Linked DNA regions of Mus musculus: region 2 is linked to region 1. A link is a contact called in public HiChIP or PLAC-seq data. All regions are on one chromosome and are shown on one strand. Each heading gives the region's core, a stretch centred on a gene start, on an enhancer-like site or on the middle of the called end of the contact. The rest is flanking DNA. Distances are from core to core; before and after follow the strand shown.

What was found. HiChIP or PLAC-seq counts read pairs in DNA pulled down with a chosen protein or histone mark.
Region 2: an H3K27ac HiChIP or PLAC-seq map of embryonic stem cells shows a contact between it and region 1, with 4 times the contacts expected there. The contact joins two enhancer-like sites. A contact is called at or near these places in 1 of 115 datasets of contacts at active chromatin or transcription factors (embryonic stem cells) and 1 of 9 other capture datasets (embryonic stem cells).

What each region holds. Positions count from the first base shown.
Region 1 is chr15:30,069,050-30,075,162 of GRCm38.p6, reverse strand. No RefSeq gene overlaps it. Among named protein-coding and RNA genes, the nearest start is that of Ctnnd2, 100 kb to the left of the region's middle. Within about 2 kb of position 3,247, at least 7 of the 459 cell types and tissues checked have an H3K27ac peak or open chromatin away from gene starts, as enhancers often do. A contact at or near this core is called in embryonic stem cells, where this site is marked.
Region 2 is chr15:30,691,030-30,697,142 of GRCm38.p6, reverse strand. All of the region lies in intron 9 of Ctnnd2 (catenin (cadherin associated protein), delta 2), which reads right to left. Gm41283 (a long non-coding RNA gene) reads right to left here. Exons shown (of 2, transcript XR_875095.2): 1 at 1-6,113. Among named protein-coding and RNA genes, the nearest start is that of Gm41283, 11 kb to the right of the region's middle. Within about 2 kb of position 3,287, at least 58 of the 459 cell types and tissues checked have an H3K27ac peak or open chromatin away from gene starts, as enhancers often do. A contact at or near this core is called in embryonic stem cells, where this site is marked.

The DNA of each region.
Region 1 (6,113 bases), core at 1,998-4,497:
GTGATGTAATTCTATATCAAGTAAAATGTATAAAAACATTAAAAGTTAGTCTAAATGGAGCCTTTTCCTCTCAATCAGCAAAGTAAAATGAGTGAAAATACAAGTTACTTCTCATGTCTTCATGGGATACTCAGAACTCTGACATCAAAGGAAGTAAATAGTACTTCAATTAAAAAGTGTGTGTTTGATTTTATTTTGAAAATATTATGTGAACACACTTCCCTGCTTCATATTTTATCATCTGCTTAATCATTCCATATGTTATATATGGGTTACATATCACATATACATTATATATGTGTGTTATATATATGTATGTGTGTGTTATATCATATATAGAATATTATTGCAATGTTTTTTGTTGGGAAAATCCCATCAAAATTTTCAAAGAATTAACATTACATCATCTAGTGTATGAACCTTGCATTTCAAAGAAGAGCATCATTTTTGATTATTTAAAAGACTTTGTGATAGTTTTACTACATCTAAGAACACTTTTAATTAATATCATGTCAGAATACATGTTTTAAATTTAAAATTGAATGGTTAATGAACTTCAGTAATTCTCTGCCTCTTTTATGTCTTGTCTCTCACATCATAGTCTTGTTGCTAAAGCAGGCTACTCAACATTCTGAAGTGACTTGTTACTTGAAGATAAACACTTATTCTTGAAAGAAAATAAAATTTAAGACCTGTGATTCATGTAACTCATGTCAATTAGTCCAAAGAGTTGTTTGTGAGCATAGAAGCCTGGGGCTGAGAACATTGTGGAGCAGGCCAGGACATGCCCAGGCAGTCCCGTCATTAAGACATTCCTGAGACTGCTTGGCCATAAAGATAAAGAGAATGACATGTCCCGACTAGCCCGGCGCCTCCCTATCTCCCACCCTTCTGACATGGGTTAAATGTTAACCAGATGCTCTGCTGTTACTTTGATCTGCACGTACAATCTACTGATGTTTAAATGAACCAATCATGTGAAACCTCGCCAATTCCTCCCCCAGCCCCAGACCCTTTTCTATAAAAACCCCTAGCTTTCGAGCCACATGGCCGACAACCACTGTCTCCTGTGTGAGATATGTTTTGGCCTGGAGCTCCATCATTAAATTACCTCATGTATTTGCATTAAGACAGTCTCTCATGATTCTTTGGGTGCACACCGACTCGGAATAAGAGTGGGGGTTTCCCCACTAGGTTCTTTCATTTGGAGGTCCCACTGAGATCTGCGTGACACCCAGGAACCTCAAAGACCCCTTGGAGGTACGTTTGTGAGTCTTGAGTGTTGTCTGTTGTCTAAGTGTGGTGCCACTGAGTTTGTGTTTGGTTTTAGTTTTCTGGCAGCTGCCACTGTAGACTGTAAGAACCTAGTGGCTTCGGGAGAGAGCCGTCCTAAGGCCCGCAGGCTACAACCCTGGGTTCCATGGGTGAAGGGAGGTGGATGTGGAATCCGACCCCCATCAGGAAGTGGGTGGACATAGAACCTCACCCCCTCGGAGGTCTCGTTTGGCTAGCTTGATAAGTCCAGACACAGACATGTGTGTTTAGACGTACTAGTGTCTTGTGTCTTTGTTTTGTTTCTGGTTTTTTTTTGTTTGTTTGTTTTGTTTTTTGTTTTTTGTTATGGGACAGAAAGTGTCAACCCCTTGTCTCTGACTGTGGACTTGGACTGATGTTAGAACAAAATTTGTCAGTTATAGATACCAGTTATTCCTTGTGACTCTTGTGACTTTGCACTTCCTTGTGACTCGTAACTGGTATTTTTGGTATTTTAAAAGTCCTCTTGCAGTTTGCAACAAGACCGTTTCTTGTGAGTGATTTGGGGTGTCACCTCTCCCGAGTCAGAACGTGGGGGAGTCCTCACGTTGTGGGTCTTTCATTCTCACAGAAAAAAAAATAGAATAGGAAGAGATACAAGCAATATGAATTTGCTCAGAAATTCCAGTGTTATATATCATTTGAGATACGGAAAATGCCTTATTTTGCAGATTTAATGTTGAATACTTAGTTTGGTCCAGAAGTGTTTTGTCATATCTTATATAAGAAATGCACTGCTAATTAGGATGGAGCTGACACGCCTATCTTTTCTCCTCTAACAGCAACAGAAAAGTCTTTTATTTTAAGTAGAGATTTAAAAAGAGAAGAACACATGTTTATAGAATTTTCATAGAATTTTTTTTTATTTCTTTGACTAATGATCCATTCATTTGAAGTTCATCAGTCTTTTAACTTACATATTTTATATTTGTCTTAGTCGGGGTTTCTATTCCTGCAAAAACATCATGACCAAGAGGCAAGTTGGGGAGGAAAGGGTTTATTCAGCTTATACTTCCACACTGCTGTCCATCACCAAAGGAAGTCAGGACTGGAACTCAAGCAGGTCAGTAAGCAGGAACTGATGCAGAGACCATGGAGGTGTGCTCAGTAGTTGCCAGTGGCCATGGGTTACTGAGTTCCTGAAAGGGAAGCTGGGATTGGATAGGAAAGCCAAGAAATAATGAGCCAAGACATAGTTCTCTGATCAAGGCTCAACTTTAATTCTAGGGTCTTATATTTAAAGAGAGGGGGACAACCCATCCCCTACTATGCGTGGATCTCATGGTCATTTGTCATGATCTGTCAGGAAAACAAGCTCCACTGCTCAGCAGGTAGCTTCTTGCAGGAAGCTGCAGATGTGGTAGACAAAAGACTTTACCTAGGTTGGAAGACTCCACCCTAGGTGAGTTAGCAACTCTGGCACACAAGGTCTAAGACAGCCTGTTCAAGACTTGGGGGGAGGGCACAGTTCCTCCCTTTTTATTTATTAAAAATTAGCTGGACTGGGGCATAAAGTTTACTTATGCTCCATGGTCTTGCCCAGGAATTATAGTGGCTGGCAGCCGTGCCTGGCTGGGGTCTGAATGTCTGTACTCCTTCTGACATGTCCCTGAGAACAGGTGCAGCTTGTTTGTATTTATTTGCACAAACATGGCATTTTAGTGTTTATTATGAAGAAACATGGTCTTTTGGCACACACCTCTGTCTTAGGTTGATAAGAGTCATAGAATCATCAGTGGCCCGTCTTTGGCTACCAGTCCTCATAGCACACCTTTTCCTCACTCAGACCAAAGCTACAATATCCATTCAATGCATTTCTTCATAGCAATGAATAACTGCCATATCTAAGCTTTGCCGAAGGCAAGCCTGTATGGATGTAACTGACCTGCTTGAAATACAAAGTCAAAAGTTAAAAGGAACAGGATTAAGGTTGTCTGTGGGGATGTCCCAGGCACTCAATTCAGTTGCAAATTCGCAACAATCAGGCCCAAGTCTGGCCTCCTGGTGTGGGGGAGGTGGTTTTGAGAATCTTCAGAAAAACTGTTACTTCTCAGGAAATAGTGGTAAGAGCCAGGTAAGCTGGCTGAAAAAGATTTTTAGTTATCTTCATAATTGGAATCTCCAATATTGGATTTATTTCTAGACCAGTCCATGATTGAGTCAGAATAACTGTCACATTAAAGGAAAGAGAAGAGTCATTATAACTCTCCTTTTCATTATTTTTTCTAAGTCAGTTTCCACAGTCTCTATGTTCTCTGTCCCACAAGGTATAAAAGCTTGAAGCAAGGCAGCTTAGCTTGTCTAATCTGGTTCACAGGCAAGCAAAGGTGGGTCAAGAACATAGACCCAATACAGCTTTCCTGTCACCATTGTCAGGGCATTCAGCAAGCTTACAGGTCACCTTTGTGTCAATATGTCACACCAATCACTTTGGCAGTTAGCAAGCTCCTGCAGCATTCAGTGGAAAGAAACACAAACATGACCTCTTCCCAATAATAAATATCTGAATAGGGTCATGATATATGCCAATAAGTGGATCCATCTCACCTAGGCATGAGTATGCCTAATGGTAGGATGCTATAGACAGACACTCAGCAAAGAGTTCTTTGGCATCCAAATTTTAAAATTATAAAAATAAAAAGCATGATTTCAATAATGTGCACGGGGAGATAATTCTCCCCTTTTTTTGTTTTTTAAGAAGATATTGTTTCAAAGTTCCACAATACCTTGTCCTTGAGAAGTATAAAAAAATCCCAGTAACATGGGTAACACTAAATTGTTCACAAAATATCTCAAATGCTTGACTGTAATAGCCAGTTACATAATCTGTTTTAATCTGTTTTCGAACATCAAGCATAAAAAAATAATGTAAGCAATGACTAATTACATTTTTAGTTGCTTTTCCTGTTAAGGCAATTGCAACTAGAAATTCTGAAAAGGTATCAATAGTCACATGTGCATATTTTATTTTTGTAAAATCAGAAATATGAGTATCCATTTGCAATAACTGATTAAATATAAGTTCTCCAGAATTAACACCATTATGTTGAACAGGCAGAAATTGAAGATATTGAGAACAAGTTTTTTCAATTTGACATGCACATTCTCTAAAAATACCAAACTATTATCTCAAGCCATTACTATTTTGATGATGTAAAGAATGAGATCATATGGCCAATTGTTCTTATGTAAGACCTATAGCCTGCCTTGAATACAAATCTGGGGTGGCATTGCCTTAAGGGGTCTTGTCTAGGCAGTTCAGAACAAGTTCTTAAATGTCCAAAGACAGTCCTTTAAAGGAACTGTATTTTCTCTTAACTTGAGTTGCATATGCATAAACAATTGCAAAATTTGAAAATTAGCAGTATCTAAAAGAGGAATATTTTCAAGCAATTGTAAGCCCTGATAGATATATTATATATATCTATAGATATATAGATATAAGCTATCATTATACAAATTAAAGCTTGATTTTTCAACATTTCAAAACACTGGCTACAGCATGAAATTTAATTATCTGTGCTGAAACAGGAAAAATCTCAAAAGAATCAACATATGATCCAATCACATATACTTCTCTCCCATAGAAAGGCTGTTTATAAATACAGTAGATGTATTCTTTATAGGATGTGTGCATAAATTTACAGGAAGTACAAGAACATGCATACATGCAAATTTTAACAACTTAATCTTTTGGATAACGATTATCAGTTTTACCTAAAATGTTTGCTATGCAATAGGCCACATATCGATATTCTGCAATAACCAATTTAATTGCTGTTTGAAACAAAAAAATAGACGTCTTATCAGGTTTTTAAGACATTTTTTTTCTAAAACACCTTTATGATTTCATCTTACAATTCTTTATTAAGGTGTTAATAATACATATAGCTTCATAATAGGATGTTAAAACTACTTGGAGATGAAGAAAGATGATTGCACATTAATTCTCTCTTTTGCCAAAGAATTGCTGTGGGCTCGTGAATAACAAAAACTAGAATATACAGCTAATATTTGATTACCATTGATTACAATTGATAACAATTGATTACAGTGGCTTCCTCTACTTTCTGCAAAGCATTTTGTTTCTTGCCAGTTAATTTGCATCTCCCTTGATAACATACAACAAAGGCTTAAGTTCTTCTGTGGTGAGCTTAAGGAGAGGTCTTATGGAAGCTTTAAAAAAATAATTTGAAGTAAACAAATCATCTTTTCTTTCTTAAATTTTCTGTACCACAATTTTTCTAGGATATAGGTCCTAAATATTGGAAAAGATATTGCCTTTGAATCTTTTCTGCAACAACTACTCCCCAAAATCTTAAAGCTTGTTGTGTAAGAGCAGAGGTTTGTAGTAAATTTCCCTTCAGAGGCATTAGCTAATAAAATACTTTCCATATAAGAAACAATATACACGGACAGATTCAAAGTCCTAGCTTCTTGTATTAAAGCAGAGACAAAAAAATTCTTTTTTTTCTTACATAATGTAAGGCTATTAGAGGCCAAACTTTCCAATGAATACAAGCGCACTAGGAGCAAACCCATTACAATGATCAGGATGCCAAAGGAAAAAAAAAAAAACCTTCCAAATCCATAATAATTCTATATGGAGTAGGCAGCCCAGATCGTAATGCTTTTAGAAGTTCCCCAGCCTCATTGACATTTCATAAATCTTAAGTTCAAACTATATTTTGAATAACACCTGGATAGATCTGTAATAATGTTGTTTTGGCTTAAAAATAATACCCTGGAGGCAAGGAGAGGTGAGGTCCCAAAAACTTCTCTAGGCAGGGTTTGCAAAA
Region 2 (6,113 bases), core at 2,038-4,537, 620 kb before region 1:
TAAAGTTTTATTTTCCTTCATAGGCCGAATGACAGAGTCAGAACTTAACCCAATAAAATGTAGATTATGATGCATTTCCGTACTTTAAAGGGACCTCCATGTTTTATCCCTTTGAAATGATCAAAAGTGTACTCTGATAATTCATTAAAGCATACACACCTATAACTATGCCTATGTAATTCATATCTTTGACACTAAAGATCTAATTTTTAATTTTTGAGTGAAGTGGTTATTATGAGTAGTAGTATACACTTGGAGAAAAATATGTAGTAAGACATAATATATTGGCATATAATTATGAAATAAATAGTACAATTTAAAAAAAATACAACTTTTGCTGAGATGGTTTTATTTATGTCAATCAATGTTCTACAATGGGACAGGTTGTTTATCCACCCATATTCCTATTTTTGTTTACTATACATGGAAGTTTTTGAAATGCTATTGCCATAAAGTGGGGTTTAAAAGTGGGAGATTGTTCGCTGCTCGTGAAGAAGGGGCAGGAAATGGTGACGGGGACTTGGAAGGGGGATTTGCGGAATGAAGGCTATGGAACCTGAGGAGTCATCTTACTCTCAGATACACCACCATAGCCTGAGAACTGCTCGTCGACCACTCCAGGGAAGCATTCCCTAGGGCCAATCTCGGAGAACATCTAGTCTAGTCACACAGCTTGCATGGCTGCTTCCTTCTAGAAGCACTTGCAATTCTCTCCTCTGATCTGCCCTTCATCCTCAGTCCCTAAGAGTTGAGCCCCAAATCAAAACGTGTGCACCATAACAAGTTATATGAAACGTTGCTACCTTCTATTGATAACTCAGGAGGAAAAGGGCTGGGCAATACTGATTTTCCAATAGGAGCTTCTTATACTTTAATGAAAACGAGTCGATGTTAGGTGATCCTGCTGATATTGGTCTGTAGGTCTGGGAGTGGATACAGGACTCTGCAATCCTAACAGGAAGTTGCAGGCTGCAATATGATAGATACGCTTGGCCGAAGACAATGACTCGAATGTTCTTCTACCCTGATAAGATATTCATGACTGAACTTCCTGAGGGGCATCTATCTGATGGGAGACAGACCAAATGCTTCACCCGGATGGTGAAGATTGCCCATGCAGGAAGTGTCCATGTCTAGACTGAGTGATATCAGAGTGGCGAGAGATGCTACTGCTAAGATGCAATCAGAGGAGACTGGATGAGGTCATTTCACTGGGACTGATGACAGTCAAGGGCATGGCATGAGGACAAAGAGTGAAACAAAGCATTATAGAAATGATAAGGCTCTAGCAAGGATAAGTAATCCTGAGATAAAGAGTTCAAAGCTCCCTCATCAGACTGAGAATGGTTCAATTGGAGAAAAATGAGATATTTAAAGGATTTGGCTAGGGAAAGGGAGATGGGAACATATAAACCTTTGAAAGGCAAGAAAAAAATTTAGTAGGAGAAAACTACCTTTAAAGTCTATATTCTGATATTTTAAATGGTGGGTTTACATTTGATGGGTCATAATATGAATTTCATGGGACACCTGGCTTCTCAAATTCAGACATTTTATCACTTAAGAAACACTCTGAGTCTATAAAAATAAAATAATCCTAATATTTTATTCTGGCACAACACAGCAATAGAATGTCAGGCACATTTAACACGGCCCAGTCAGAGTGACATCTGAATGCTTTTGTTTGGTTCCTGGAATAAACTGGGTGTGGCGTCTGAAAGGTGTTTCTGATAGAGTCGGTGACGATGGCAATCACATGCACAGCTCTCATTTTGGGGTCTGGTTAGAATGCAGACCATGGTGTCTGAGGCATGGAGTAAGGGCCTGGGATTCTAAATTTCCCACCAGCACCTATGCTCTGATCCACACACTAGAACGCAAGCCTCTAGGTGCTAGTAAGTTTTGCCCACTCTAGAACTTGTTTGAGTAAAATAATATGTTTTAATGCAAAATTCAAAATTTTAAATTTTAAGTGATTTTAAGTGATGAAATGACCATTAGTTTCTAGAAATCAGTTTACTTCTATTGCTGGGCATGCCCATGTATCAGGATCATTTACATACATGCACAAAGACACACAAATATATATGTATATACATGGAAAACTATAAAACTGCCCATTTTCAAATCTCATTTTATAGAACCTTTATATTCATTTTCAAATTTTATAAAGTTGATAAATAGATCTATATTGACCTGCATATTGCATTTTAATTTTATACTTCATGAATCTTCAGGAAACCACATCTATGTGGAAAAGTGTTGGGCCTGCTAGACCGGCCCCTCTTTGGCCTTCCTAGAAAAGATATCACAACCACAGTTCACTCTACCTTGATCCTTCAGAGCACAGCTCTGTAGCTTCCTACAGAGTTCCACCACAGCTGAAGACTTTCATCCTCACACTGCCCAAAGAGACCTCTGCAAAGCATCAGGCAGATAATGCAAGCTCTGAAAAACCTCTCTCCAGCTACACACCATACCATCACCATCATGGCTGCTCACTGAAGATCCTATCCCAGCTTAGGCTGTGGTGATAAAATGCTAGCTCCTGAATGCCATTCACAACCTAACACAAATTTTCCCACTGGTCTGGAAACTGGGGCCCAAGGTCAAAGTGCTGGGAGGTTTTCCTCCTTCAGAGGCCTCTTTCCTCAATTTGCAAGTGACTGGATTCCCAGTGTCTGCATACAGTCTTGCAAGTCCGTCCTGTGGGGTGAGGGCCTCAACCCAGGGGTGTCAGTTTATCTTTAATCACCTGCTTGGAAACTGTTTCTACACATTGTGAGTCTAGCAGTTAAGACTTCATCATAGGAATTTAGAGGATGGTATTGCACCCATGACATATCTCTTGAGCAAGATTGAACCCCGGGTGCTGGAGAGTTCTGCACATAGAAGACAGACTAGAGGCCTAAGGCAGAGCCCAATCTTTAGCCTAATGGCCCCAGCAAGTAGAGCCAAAGAGAGGAATGGGAGGGAGGTAAGGGTGAGGGGCAAGGTGGCAGAGCAGGGCAGGGGGGCCTAGACCTCTCACCACAGGCAGTGAGGCCCAGGGCAGGCTGATTCCATCCACAGTGCCATTCTCAGAGATCCTGCCCGGTTTCCAAAAGCTTCTATTGTATCTGAGCCTGTGAACTGGTTTTCAATGAGGCCCTCCTGGCTGAGGCTGCTGGGCCCATTTCCTGTCTCTTTCATACCTCTCTGGAAACTTAACAACAAGCTCCTATTGAGCGAGCTTGCCACAGTGCATTCTCATTCCCTGCCACTTGTAAGTGTTCGCTGTGCAGAATGAGCGAATGCAGCACATTACACACAGGCGCTTCATCCTGGAGCATGGGCCGGAATGGCAAGTGCACAGGCCTGGCCCAGGGGCTGAAGGACTTCTTCTGCACTGCCCAGTTTGCCTCCCTTCTCAGTAACCAATGATGTCAGTAATAAAGCTGGAACTGCATTGCAATTTTGAAGAATGCAAATGTATTCTTTCTGAGGATTTGGTGCCTTGCCCTTGGGGTTAGAGTTCTGTTTAAAAGCATCCAGACAGACATAGGTCTGATTTGTGTGTGTGTGTGTGTGTATGTGTGTGATGTTTGTGTATATATATCTGAATGTGTTTTAAGTGTCTCTGTGTGTGTGTGAGAGTGTGTGTATATATGTGTTATGTTTGTGTATATGTATCTGAACATGTTTTGAGACACTGTGGATATTTGTGTAAATATGCCCACCACGGTATTTTACACATTACTCAGGGACACACAGTATTTGTCCTGCTAAAGCTCCATTTGCAACACTGACACCGTCATTTTCCTGATACTTTCCATCTGATTCATGACAAATTTAAATGTGTCAACCTTTCAGTCGTTCTCAGGACAGAGGACAATGAGCACATTATGAGGCGCTGATGGAAACACAACAACTCACCTAAAGATGCCCAGGCATTACAACAATGCAGAGCCCTTCAATGGCAGAAGTGCTCCACTGCGACCAACTTCATCTACCTGAGTGAGCTGTTTTCTAGCAACACCAGGCCTGGCTTGAGCCACGGCAACATCTTTGTGAAGAGACAGGAGAAGAGTCCTAATGGCTCTTGGGAGAACAGGATGCCTTCCTATTGGATTCCTTGATGTTGGTTGCAAGCTTCAGGGTTGGGGGCTTTCATGGTGACCTGGTGCCTCATCCTCGGTATGACTGCAAACAAACTGAGTCAGGGGCTGGGGCTCTGAAGCCAGCAGGCAGCACGAGGAGGACTGACGTTATTAAACAGAATTATATGCTGCATAGCATAAGCAGTGACTAAGGGTGATTTTAAATAAAAATGTAAGAGCTAAGTCTTCAATTACATTTCTACTCAAAGTTGATAGGAGTTTAAGCATGACTGTTTCCTGTGTACTTCCTAGTCACTCTTTCGCCACATCATTTACTTGATGCACATGTCTTTCGGTATCCAAAACAGCGCCTGACCGTTCGCTCAGTAAGTCTTTGCTGAGTAAAATCACAAAATGCCCAAAACTGACTCTGATAAAGATGCTTAAGTGGTATGAACAACTCTCAAGTGGTGTGAATAAGTGTTTTTGTTCTCTAGAATAATATGGCATCTAATTTTAAAAAGCTACTTTACGCTCATTCTTTAACATGGTATTGTGGTTATTATAATTAGGAAATATGTTATTACAGTATGTTTATAGAACTTAGTGGCCCATTTGAGGAGCAGTGCAAAGCAGCAATGCTGTGGTAACCTACAGAGAAGTGGCTTCTACAATTTTCTATGAGGTGGCGGGAGGCACAGCTTGGAAACTGTTACAGTCAGGATCCACCTCATGACCCATTCTCTCTCTGGCTTCCTTGTTCTGCCCCTAGGTAGGCTTCTATTTAAAAGAAGCAGTGCCTGGCCAGCATTTTGTTGCCCGTTACCCTGTGAGTGTGCATTTATGCATACACATCAGGATCTGTGTGTATGCATGTGTGTGCACATATATGTACAGGTATGTGGGTACATGTCAGACCCTGTGTATATACATGTGTGTGCACATATGTGTACAGGTATGTGGGTACATGTGGAGGCAAGACATTAGGTGTCTGTCTCAATTGCTGTACTCCTCGACGTTTTAGTCATTCATTCATTCATTCATTCTTCATTCATTCATTCATTTGTGTGTGTGTACTTGGTGCTTGTATAACTTTTTGTGCAGCTTGTGAATACAAATGCTCGTGCACACCTATGGATATTGGATCCCCTAGAAGTGGAATTAATGACGACTGTCAACTGCATGATCTGGGTGTCAGAAATGGAGCGTGAGTCATCTAGAAAGCCAGTTAGCATTCTTAACCACTGAGCCATCTCTTGTTGTGTGCCTTTTTTTTTTTTTTTAATAATAAGATAAAGTCTTTCACCGAATCTAGTACTCACCAATTTGGCTAAGCTGGTTTGTCAGCAAGTCCCAAGTATCCTCCTGCATGCCTTCCCAGTGCTGGACATCCCACCACATCCAGCTTTACAGAGAGGTTTTGTGCATAAGAGCTCAGGACCTCATGGTTGTACATCTAGCGCTTTCCTGGCTGAGCTGTATCCTACCAGCCCCTTTGATTACCTTTCTGTCATTATAAAATATACCGAGATTTTACCATTCTAGTTATTTCACAGCTAGTGTTATGAAGCACATTCACAAGTTCTGTGCAAACCTTTCATAACACAATTTTAGTATATCCTCATTCCAAACATAGAGGTTCTGGTCATTACATATTAACTATCATTATGACACACCCCCTAATCACCAGCATTCTAGCTTATGGCTCTGTGAATTTGGTACTGCCTTATGGAGTGTACCTACTGAACAATCTGCCATCTTACACTGGGCTTATTTCACTAATAATGTCCTGAGCTTCATCGATATTATAATGTATCTATACTTCTCCAATCCATATCAATATTGAACACTGTGTGCATATTCTTTCTGTATTTGGTTGGTCCATTTGTGTTTTGGTGAACATACAGGTTGTGTCAGCTTCTTTACTATTCCCCTTTTCAATAGCAGAAAATAAAGGAGAGACACTGAAATCAAAGGTTGATGGTTGGCAGAGAAGTGACTCAGTTCAGTCTGACAGCTCACCCTATGACAGAA